Regions from separate parts of the Gasterosteus aculeatus genome. Here region 1 is linked to region 2. The links are chromatin contacts, called in public Hi-C maps. All regions are on one chromosome and are shown on one strand. Each heading gives the region's core, a stretch centred on a gene start, on an enhancer-like site or on the middle of the called end of the contact. The rest is flanking DNA. Distances are from core to core; before and after follow the strand shown.

Region 1 (6,221 bases), core at 3,622-6,121, 60 kb before region 2:
CCATACTACAGTCCCAGGCTCCGTGAGAAACCTCCCCCCCTCCCGCCTCTTACTTTTTTTTCTTTTTGATTTCAACAAACAGTGAAAAAAAAAAGAAGACAAACAGTGGCACTGCTGAGCCAGCTCTGTGTCCTGGGTCCTGTCACAGTATGAGAGATGCCAGCATGCTGAGGTCTCCACACATAGGAAGCGAAGTACATCTTAGGGGACGTCATTATAAGACCCCTGCATTTCCTTTCTTTTCTCTTCCATCTCGCTTTTATCTTTGCTGCTCCTTTTCTACTTGCAAAGCTCATACTCCATGCATTTAAGAGCAGACCTTTGTCTTTGCTTAAAATGCAAAAGTCTTTATTCCCCCTGCCTTGTTGATACAGCTAACCGAGTCCTAAATAGTTGAATAACTTTTTAAAGGCCTTTTAAATCAACTATGTTCACAGAGGCTCGTCCCCATGAGAGAACGCCTGTTTGGTTTGTCTCTTGAGTCGGCTTGGGAATTGACAGTTCCACTTATGGGATATAGAACAGTATTAGCACGTCTCCGCATCAATACGGCTGGTTGGTTTTCCTCACATCTTCCTGGACTGCAGTGTCTGCGGATGACGGAGGATCATTTTCCAACCTGAGGCCTGACCACAGCACCATCGGGCATTGTAAACCACTCACTATAGCCCGAAATAACCCAGCGCAATAATGTCTCTCTTTATTTGTCAAAGCTAAAAACTCTGCAGTCACAGACGCAGTGTCATAAAATCCGCTGAGTCCTTTTGCCGTTGAGGTTACGGGTTTAAATTGAGTTAGGCCCCGTTAATGGAGAAGGAACATGTCCTGGTTGTATTGAGTGTGTAAATTAATTACACTCTTACTTTCTGTCTCCCTCGCAGGTCTGCCAGGCATGCCAGGGGAGTACGTACCTCAGAGCGGTCCAATGGGCATGAGCATGGCCGCACCAACTTACGCCAACCCTCATCAGATGACCCCTCACCTTTCCCAGCTCCGACGCGGACCACATCTCCATGCATACCTGCCCGACCACGCCCACCACCCTCATCACCATCCCCACCACGCCATGCTGATGCATGGAGGACCCTCATCGCATCCAGGAATGACCATGTCTGCACAGAGACCCCCTTTGCTCACCCCCATTGACCCCAGTGCTGGAGGACAAGGCCTGGACATCCATGCCCAATAGTATAAGGAAACGTTGCTACCATGACAACAGCAGCTACTACAAGAAAAACTTTTTTTTTAAAGCAGCAGGCCACAGTAGATCCTATTTGGAGACTATTTTTAAGAATAAAAAGCAAATCCTTGTGACCAGAATTTGACACTAAAGAAACAGAATTCCAGATCAGCTGTGATGATACTTTTTTTTTTTTTTTTTTTTTTTTAGACTTGTCAATTTTGTTACTTTCATCCAAAACGGAGGACCAAGCTGACAAGAACACTTTGTAAAGTCTTGGGCTTTTGGTAAAGATCAAGAGAAGATGTTTTGACGTACACGTGTGCAAAGAATGGACGGATGCACACACTCAAAAACACACACTTTTCGCACACTTACTCACACACCATCATAAACATGTTCAGTACACTTTCATGTGACGCGCTCAAACGCTTCTAAAATAAAATCACTCTGGAAGATTTAAAAAAAACAACAACAGAAGGACTCCAAGAGTTATAACTACTGTAGTATAAAAAGTATAGATAAATAAGTTAAAACTTGTGCATTTTTCGTTGATCACATGGTTTATGTTTCCTGAGCTAGTTTTAGAATTAAAGGTTAACCTTTTCTCTCTCACACTGTGTGTGCTCCTTCCTGGAGGAGAAACTGTCTCGCAGCACCGCACTATAAAGGAAAAAGAAACAACAAGAAGATGAAACATCTCAAACCACAGAGGGCAATCAGGTCCTGTCCCCCATAAGAACAGGGCATGATTGGAGAAGGCTGCTAAATGACACCGGATCTCTCCAGAAGATTCAGTTTGAACATTTGTCATGCCCCTCTTTTTTTTGGTTCATGAATGAATGTTGCCCTGTCGGTTTTAAAGGAAAAAAAAAGAAAAAGTTCTTCATTTGAATAGCCCAAGCACTGGATTGTGTTGGTTTTATACATTTTTATTTTAATATTGTTTTATTTTTTTTGTACCCTGGACTCTCATTGGTAAGAGCCTCTTGAAGGAAGCTTAATAGTGGAAAAGCAACATCCTACGGCGCTTCTTCATCTGCGGATCAACATTCTTGCCATAAGGACAATACTGACACAGACGTTGATTCGGCGGCACTGGAGAAGCATTTGATGGTTGATGCACCAAAAAACCTGAAACTTAAAAAAAAGGAGAAAAAAAAAAACTTAAATTATGAACTCAATGCTTTTTGGGGTGTGGGTGGGTTTGGGGGGAGGGGGGGTGGAGCTGAGAGAATATTGTAACAAACTTCGTACAGAGTTCAGTCTATTAATTGTTTCATGTTAGATATTCTATGTGTTTACCTCAATTGAAAAAGAATGTTTTTGCTAGTTTCAGATCTGCTGTGGCATTGATATTGTATGTCCATGAATTCCTTCCTTTTTCAGCACGTGTTCCTCACTAGATGATAAGATGCCGTCTCCCTTAAGCTTTGTCAAAAATACATTAAATACTTGTATGAGGACTGTGACGTAATGTTTAAAAGGTGTTCAGTCACAAATGCTGTAATAAATATTTCATTTTTGATTTTTGTTAGATTTCTTTGTGACTAACTGTGTTATAAACAGGGTTTTTATTCACATAATAGTGATCATACTAATTGGTTAACCATTATTATTACTAATATAAGTAATTGTATTATTATTGTTATTGTTCACAGAACGTGTTCTGGATGCGTTGTTGTTTGTCAACAAGGCCTCAAGCTTTAGTTTTGTAAATAGTCAGAAAAACAGTTGAGCTTTTTTTCAGAAATCTATTTGCAGTAGCTTGTTTTAACCAGACTGCATATTTAGTTAATAAATTCCCTCTGGTAATATGAATAACACATTATTGTTTAAATATATCTTACAGGGCTATTTAGGCACTAAAATATGTCCTCCAAATGATAATCAACTGCAAATGAATTATTACTTGAATTAAAGCAAAAGGTTTTAGACTAAAGGATACACTGTCATTGATGGGGTGGTAAATTAAATAAAAAGCTCAACAACAGTTGAGCCTCCGTCCCCATCGTGTATGGGGATAAAACTGGCATGATAAACTAAAATAAATGACTTTTCCCAAAGAGCATTATTTAATACTTAATTTTCTTGAAGAAAAATCGGTATATGCTAAGAAATTCAAATTAATAAAACGCATGCAATACAATATTTATTAACATAGTATTATTGATCGTGTAAAAAGATAGGGTTGATCTTCATTTTGAACTTAAAAAACAAGGGAATTTGGTTTAGGTGTTTTCACTGTTAACACTCTCCCTGGTGTCCAAACAATAGAGCGTCGATTTGTCCCTGGTGCAATTATTCTGTGAGTGAGAATAATGTTTGACCCTCTCGCAGTGTGCTCTGCTCCTTTCTGCCGTTTTGCAGCGCCTCCTGTCGGCCTAATGTGGCAGCGCCGTCACGGGGTGCACAGATGGGCTTTGATGGGCTATCTCTTCTCTCTTCTCCATCTCTTTGCCTGTTTGCCCGCGGCCATCCAAGTCATAGCCTAAAACCTAAAAATGACATCATCACTTGGGCTCAAACGTGTTCTGTCCTTCACACAGAACTTTAAACCTCATCTCTCGGAATCAAGGACTCAAATTTCTTTTTTTCATTTCTTTTTTTTTTTAGGCCTGCCATAATGCTTATCTCATGTCTTGTGTGTGTACAAACAGATGGCACAACCTATAATAATTATACTAATAATAATATAATTAATATAAAGAATGCATTTTTAAAATGAGCTATTAAGTGTACTTACACGTCTGAATTGCGTTTATACTTATATACTGATTTTCATGTGGCCTTCTGAAAGTAGATTTTTTTCTCCTCGTACAATTTGTTATAAAATCTGATCGTTTATTTAGCTTTTTTAAATAAATGTGGAATTAATCCAACCCATCCTAAAAAACGATAAATATATGTTTAACCAGAACATAAAGGCCTGTTTGAGTAATTATATCATTGTTCCTGTCTAAAAACAATTGATGAAAAGCACAATAACTTTGTGATCTAAATAGTTACAGTACCATAGAAAGCCATTAAAACCGTTAAAGTAAAATCAGTGTATTTTATGTTTATTTAGAAATATCTGTTTAGTCAAGTCACAGTCAGCTTACACAGTTCCTTTACGTTATATTTAGCATCTGGTTTGAATGTTACCCGCGAGTCGTTTTCTTAAAATTCCAGTTTATAATACTTGCATATTTAATGTTAGTTAAACAATTTCTCTGCACACGTGGATGCGCACACACGGCGAGATGTTCAGGCCTTAATCAGATTGGGGTAAAAAAAAAGTGTATTTATTGGTTTCACACCAGTCTAGTTAACGACGCATCTTCTTCTCTCAACCATTCAAACCTTAAACGTCCTTTTTTTTGTTTTTCTGGCGCTCTATTATTCTTTGGATAAAACGGAAGGAAGAAGCCCTCCGTTTTGTGCGGAGATTATCGGATGAAAAAGAGAGAAAACGTGAGGATTACTGTGGATGGAGAGGATTTTAATATTAATAGTTTTTTTTTTCTTCTTTCTTTTCTCCCCCCACCCCCATCTCCTCCTCCAGTCCCCCCCCCCCTCTCCCCCGATGAGACAGAAGGTAGATTGCCTCTGCTGCTTTCCTTTTGCCGATTCGGTGTGACAGGGATGATGGATGATCCAGCCGAGCTAAACAACTCCTCCCCTTCATCTCCTCCCTGTCAAAGCCAGTCCGGGCTGCTGCTGCTGCTGCTGCTGCTGCACGAATCAAATAAGGAATATATTCCCTCTGCACTGCTGCACAATGCAGCCTGGTCCTCGGGAAGACGCCCGTGCAACAATATTAAAAGTCCACACACAGTTTGCTCGCGAGAAACACTTTGCGCGCGTGTTAATGTTAATACTCCTTCTGTTATATGGTAAGACACAACACAAATCGGGTATTTTTTTTAGATACACAAATGCATTAGCTGCAGATTTTGGAGGAAAAAAAAGAAGTTTTGTGTCTGCTTTGCTTTTCTTTCAAACTGCTGAATTGGATGGTGGTCATAAAAAAAAGGACGTGCACGAGGGGCTGAGTGTCCTTCGCTTTGCAGCTGGCTCTTCCCGAAATGACTTGCTCAGGGGGACAGTTTTTAGGTTTTGTGTATATAGACGCACAATCGTTGTGTGCGTGTGCGCGCGCTGCCCTCCTTTAAAAAAAAACATTTCAGCAGTTTTTTCTCCTCCTGCCATAAGGTGTTTCTATGGCTACGTTATGTAGGCCTGTGAGAGCGGGTCAGAGGCGGAGGTCCCTGGGAGAAAAGGGCCGCATTTGGGTGATCATTTATCAATGTCAACCGCATAATGATTCTCCCTGCAGTCCCCCTATTGATGAGGATAATTACATTAGCTCAGAGTGACTGATCAATAAAGCCCGGGGAAAATGGTTTATTATAGCACCACCGAAAGGGCTTTCTTTAAAAGGGGACTGGCTGCATTTTTTTTCTCTTTTTTCCCCTTCTTTTCTCTTTTTTTCTTCTTTAGAAAATAAAAGGCAGAGTTCATCTGCGCACTCCAAACTCTGGAATGATAATCGAGTGAAATGCAAAACTCCGTCTTCACGCAGGTTTTATGACTGCATTTTTTTCCTTTTTCAGGATTGTGTTACGTTTCCTTTATTTTTCATCTCTGGACTTGTGTCATTTTTTTCTTTTCTTGGGATGACACACAGAAATGTTATTAACATCCGTCTTTATCAAAGAGATATAGTGCAGCTTTGCATCCCGCTGGTGAAGTCAAACGGACATGTACATTCACGCTGTGAGGGATTTTTATGATTGAGTCAAACAGGAAGTCACACAGGACCGAAAGGCCAACCACCTTTTTGTCCGCTGAGGTGTGATTTCACAAACATTTATTATTTGTGAAAGGCAAAAAAAGGAGTTCAAATGGCTGCAACACCAGACTGCTGGCCTTCAACAAACAGCGTAACATTTAGAATAAATAAAAAGTCTTTATTTGCTGGTCAAGTAACACAAATAGGATACTCCACTGGAATAAACCAAATGGTCCCAAAAGCAGACAGTAAATGCATGTTTGA
Region 2 (5,869 bases), core at 2,949-5,448:
CTGATTTGGGGAAATGGAATTTGACACAATATTCTGAAACTGAATTGGGGCATATAAGTGTGAGTCAACAAAAGAGACACATAAAAAATCACTGTAAATGAACTTCACGCACTGTAAATGCAGTGCTTGTAAATAGTTTCATAAAGAGTAAAAAATATATATATATATTTGAAAATACACAGATTCATCTGAAAAGTCAACTAAAAACAATCATAGAATCTGATTTTTTTTTTTTAACTAATGAGCTACAAAGTCTAACTAAATGTATAAAGAGCTTCACAGTTTAATGCATCGCGCCTGTTATCAAATCCTAAGCTTTATCCGGCATGTAAAAACAACAGCCACAATAAATAATCAATGACCAAGTCCCCAAGCTTCGTCCCGGGTCTGGATATTACCATCAAAAACAAAGTGTCTGCAGCCAAGAAATCACCATATCAATGGCACATGCCACAACAACCCGGCCCCATGCGTTCCCTCCAAAGATCATGCTAGATAAACCCCAAATAACAGAGAAATTAACAAATGCTTGACATTTGCTCAACATCCATTATTCTGACACTTCTTGAGCATTTCAAAAGGCTGAACGCATGCTTAATCAACATTCATATTCCCAGAGCGAGCCCCGGCACCATATTGCAGCCCGCCTCAGTGCTGATGAAAACGGCACATTAGGGCCCGATTCGAAAAACGTTCAGGGACTCCTCACCGGGGAGATCTGTGTGTGTGTGTGTGTGTGTGTGAGAGTGTGTGAGTAAGAGAGGGAGGGTGTGTTTAAAGGGGAGGGATGCTTCACACTTTACTTTTGAAGCTTTTCCCCCCAAAAAACAGAGGCATCTCCCCCCTTTCTGCACAGCCTCCCACTTTCATGACTGTGAAAGCCATATGAGGAGTGAGCTGAATGGCATTTTGAAGACCGGGGGGGGGGGGGGGGGGGTTATCATTACATCCAAATTCATTCATAATACAGCACAGAAGGACACAGAGGACCCTCATTCTCCCTCCCTCCCTCTTCTCGCCCTTCTTACACCGACTCTCTCTGGGGACAAAGGGTGGAAAGACCGGGGTCCCCCTCTGGACCCGAGGGAAGCCAAGCAGGGCCTCAGAGAGCAGCCCATCATTTCCAATTCTAATACGTGGCAAGAGAGGGGACTGATGGGACTGATGTCACATTTCCCCCCCCCACCAACTTGTGATGAGCCCCCCCCCTTACTGGCTAGCCGCGGTCCAGATCCGAGACAGGACACTGTGGCTCGCTAAGGGCAAGGAAGAGAGGGCAGGAATGGGGGAGGGAGGGGGGGGGGGGATATTTGCATGCCCCTCCATTGTGAGTGGGGGTAAAAAAGTGACAGCACCGTGTCCAATTCGTCTCCCCTCCCAGAGCAGCTCGGGCACGGCAAGAGAGGCCAGGCTGACAGATGACTCCCAACATCTGTGTTACGCGGCCGTTACAGATGAGGGGCTCCACATCACATCTCTCTCTCTCTCTCTCTCTTTCTGTGGGACACTCCCTCTCTCCTCCCACCACCCACACTCACAGTACAACAGAGAGACGGGCAGACTTTCCGTGGAAATTACCTTGAAATGGCCTTTAACAGTCATTTTATTCAAAGTTTAAATTTTCCTCCCTTTAGGTCGTCATTCAACAGCAATGATTACAAAATGGGTTTCAGCACAATACAGCATTCAGAGATTTGAGGACAATGCTTATTCATATTGATAGAAAGAATTGTAATGCAAATTGGAAATGTTTGATTAAAAGAATGGCCAATAATTAACTAAAATAGTTAGAAAAGAGGTTGTGATACCAATAACGTATGGGTATAAGTCAGGACATGGAGCTGATTTGTAAAAAATGTTTAATACAATGATATAATGCAGAAATACGTTCAGACAAATCTCCAATAACTGCTTGCAATATTACGTTTTAATTACAAAGTGCTAACATTAATTTAGTAAGAAAATTTAAATGAAAATGTTAACACCGGAACCATATCATCACAATATGATTTCATTTAAAGTCAATAACATAATACCAAATTATATTCCCCCTTGCAATTAAGGATAAATTCTATCATCGTAAATTTCCTAGCTCACAATTCCATTAGCCTGATTGGATAGATGGATAGATTGGATATATGTACAAATACATACAAATATAATAAATCATCTTAGGCTCAAATGAACATTTAACAAAATAAAAGGTGCTTCCACAGCAACAAAAATGGGGCACATTCAAGTGAAAGGACTACAGCAGCTCATGAAACTGGTGGACGGCCGGATATCCACAGTCTACACTCAACGTTGGTCGCATCCTTTGGAAACACACCCACGCCATGTGAAATTAGGTGAAATATAATAGATACCTGTCTTTTCTTTCTCTGTGAGCATTATAGTCGGAGAGAGAGAGCCGCCTCGTCCACATCTAACCCCCACCACCCTGCCAACCTCCGCCTGGCCAATATTTACGCAGTGGCAGGGCTCCCACACAGTCCAAGGGGACAGGAGGGGCGATCGGGGGGGGGGCTGACTGCCGTGCCGGAGCGCATGCTAAGAGATGATGGATGGCCTAGTCGATATGTTATGTCTTAAGAGCCTGATTTCCTGCCAGTCCAATCACTAACCCTCCAGAGCCCGGCTCAGCTGATTGGACAACCAGAATAATTTCGCAGGCTGTGAAAACACTGCTGCCGTGCCTGTCTGTCGGGTCCAGTGACGAGACTCTGGGATTTTTAAAAGAGCAAGGGCCTCCCCGAGACTGGTTAGGGTGAACAAAATGATAACAATAACCAGCGAGACTAAACAAAAGAGCCAGCACCTCCGGGACAGAGAAAGAGATCTTACAGAATTATTGGAATAAAAACAGCGCCGTGTTTTCCTTTAATTACACACCCACCAGTGATACCTTTTGAACAACTGGCATGCAGACTTTTTGGTTAAAGAAAGTTTGGATTAGGAAACCCAAAAGGAGAACGGAAACTTAAAATAAACATGAGAAAGACCCCCTAGTGTTGGGCCCATGCATTCAGGATATTGGACAAACGCTATGCGCATGACATATTCTGTAAAACGCAGACAGTGAGAACAAAGCCGAGCTCGAGCTTCGCCGTGTCCCCTTCGGGGACCGAATACCTTCTTGTAGATTGGTGATTAGGGCACAATGGAAGTAGGAAGCTCCAAATACGTACGACTTTGTAAGTGACCTCGGCGGGATCAGCCGTGGTGTCCTGTTGGCCTCGGGGGATTACACGTGTTACGTTCAATAAAGTGAGGGCCCTCAGTGTCAAGGAGAAAGGCAAACACAACCATTAACCTCGCTGTTCGATTCCTGGATGAGCAGGCGCTGCATGGCGAAGCATTGGCTAACGGAGGCCGATACAGAAACCTGCGTGGAATTAATTGGAGATCAAAAGTGGGATTATAAATACCCAGAAGCAGGTAGAAAAGAAAAAGAGACTGAGGAATAAATGGTGATGCTACTGGGAGTTGAAAAAGTTACTATTTATGTGAGTGATTGGTAAATTATAATGTGATCGCATTTTGTGCTTGTATTTGTTCATAGATACTTGGTGTTTTTACCCTGTAGCCACACATAAACACACACCGAGAGTGTAAAGGAAGTGTATAGTGTGTAACTACTCACTTTGGGAATCTTTCTTTCAGCGTCTTCATACATTGGCGCGTGGGTCTCAGTTGATCGGTCCATCGCACGATCTCTTTATATTCAGCTCGGGACAGCGTCATTTTCATTTGATTGTAATGGTAGGCGTGTGACTGCATCTATCTGTGCAAACACGAGGTGGGAGTTTGATTAAGGGACGCGTCCGTGGCAGTCTTGAGTTTCCAGATGTAAACAACGCGGGGGAGACTGACAGCCAGAAACAGCTGTAGCGTCGCCCGCCTTGCTAAGCAATATTAGCTTTACGTGGATTGCTAACACGACACAACAAACGCGCGGAAAATAAAAGCTTTCGTCTCCCTTTCGAAAGTGTACTGAACGACTACTGTACGCATTGGCTTTCAAAATAGTTTTGTAGAGCGATAAATAACACCTAAACGGGTTGTTTACCATTCATTCCTGCTGTACACTTCTCGATTGCAGCTTCCCGCTAGCGAGCTTGAAGGAAGGACTCTTGTGTGAGGAGTGGTTTGATTGGTGGATTCATTCGGGAAGCTGAGTATAACAGCAGGTGATTGGTTACTCGGCAATGCGAAGGCGGAGCGCCAGCGGAGGCTCGCTGCTTATTAGCTCCGACGCGTCACTGGATTCCTGTTATATGCAAAAGGAAAACTTAACCAGCCTACAGTCCGACAGAATATAAATAATAAAAAACTCTACAGGCCCAAAAATAATTTTAAAGAAGGTGGGTGAGGAACTGTGCAAGGAGACAGAGAAGGAGGGAGTGTCTCTCTGTTATCTCTCTCTAGAAAAATTCTGTCAATAGTCGTTGATTAAACACAAATGTACTGTTTTTTTTTTTACATCAAATGAGCCTCTTTACAGCCTACTCAGAGATACTACCTCTCAATTAAAACATGGTATTTTATCCTGGATCATGCTACTTCAGCATACAGTCCATAGCAACTTAAAACATGGGGATTTGATATGCATCTGGAATAAACTAAATTCAATGATCAAGTAATTAACCTGTTTTTCATGAAGCCTAATTGAACTTCAGTTTGGGCTCTGGTTATTTCTATTTCAACTGCAAGTCTTAACAGAGAGGCCATACTTGCTTTACTTTTCTTTAAAGGAAACAAAGTATACCAAATTCCACTGCTCAGATCATCATTAATATTTATATAGTTTATTCTTTTACCCCTGCAGGTAGAAATATTACTTTGTTGAAAAAATATTGGTTGGGGTTTTCCTTAATTATTTCCAAGGTACAGCAATATTTTTTGTGGTCCATCGCCAGCTGCAGGTCTCCCGAATCATCAATACCTGTCACCTAACCAGTGATAGTAGTACTAGATGGTAGTGCTTTAAATGCCTTTTGCAGAAATATGGAAATATATGTAAATTTGGCCAAAGATAATGACATACTAAGTTTGGAACATACAGGAATAATGCTCAATTTATTAAGGATACATATGCTCTCCAAACGACTTATATTACAATGAAAATAGCTATCTAATAGTAACAAATGCAAACTGATTTTTGAGGGAAACTACTAAATTGTCAATTAACGATTTGGTGTGATTATTCATTTCCCTCCGAACCTTATGGATGCCTCGCACTGGAGTGTTGATTTTAGTCGACTTAGATAGGAATAAAAACTTTCAGACTTAATTTGTCAAATACACGCCCTTGAGATCAATATCATTTTAGAATGGTATTGTTGTGTAATTAGTCTCTGCTGTAAACAGTCTACCCGTCTTTTACTTTCTACTTTCAGATAGAATCATAATATGTTATAATCATGTTATGTTGGATTTCAGATATTTCTGCTGTTTGTTTTTCAAAAATGAAACAAGCTGATTGTTGAATAACTCCTCTTGAAACGATCTCAAACAAATCTGGCTTCACTCCTCTGTGAGCCCGTGACTACATCAAACCATTCTTTGCTAAAGTCAGACATTCTTTTCACAACAACATCGCTGATTTCCTCCATTGTGGGCGAACAATGCATCGGTGAGCAGAAAGGCTCTATCTGACCTGTGATGCGTCAGAAAATAGAGCTCATTGTTGTCGGGCAGTGTAGTATGATGCCTGAGATGGGCTGAGGTCTCGGGCTGTGCGTGCACCAGCACTGTCCCCGGGTCTGAAAGGGCTCAGCGCTCTGTGCTGCCTACAAAAGGGAGCTGTGTAGTGGGATTGGTATGGCCAGATAAGATCGGGGCCTCTGAGGAAGTCTGGTTTGATTGC

Evidence for each region. A called contact is a pair of places that touch in the nucleus more often than the background predicts.
Region 1: a contact with region 2 is called in a Hi-C map of tail fin, with 2.4 times the contacts expected there. The contact joins the enhancer-like site here to the promoter of cdin1 in region 2. A contact is called at or near these places in 4 of 6 Hi-C or Micro-C datasets (liver, skeletal muscle, tail fin and 1 more).

What each region holds. Positions count from the first base shown.
Region 1 is chr15:10,557,086-10,563,306 of fGasAcu3.hap1.1, reverse strand. It overlaps meis2a (Meis homeobox 2a), which reads left to right. Exons shown (of 13, transcript XM_078089605.1): 13 at 882-2,708. Among protein-coding and RNA genes, the nearest start is that of cdin1, 62 kb to the right of the region's middle. Within about 2 kb of position 4,871, at least 2 of the 9 cell types and tissues checked have open chromatin away from gene starts, as enhancers often do.
Region 2 is chr15:10,496,422-10,502,290 of fGasAcu3.hap1.1, reverse strand. cdin1 (CDAN1 interacting nuclease 1) reads right to left here and starts at 4,198. Exons shown (of 12, transcript XM_040199813.2): 1 at 4,070-4,198; 2 at 3,644-3,784. The coding sequence starts at 3,780.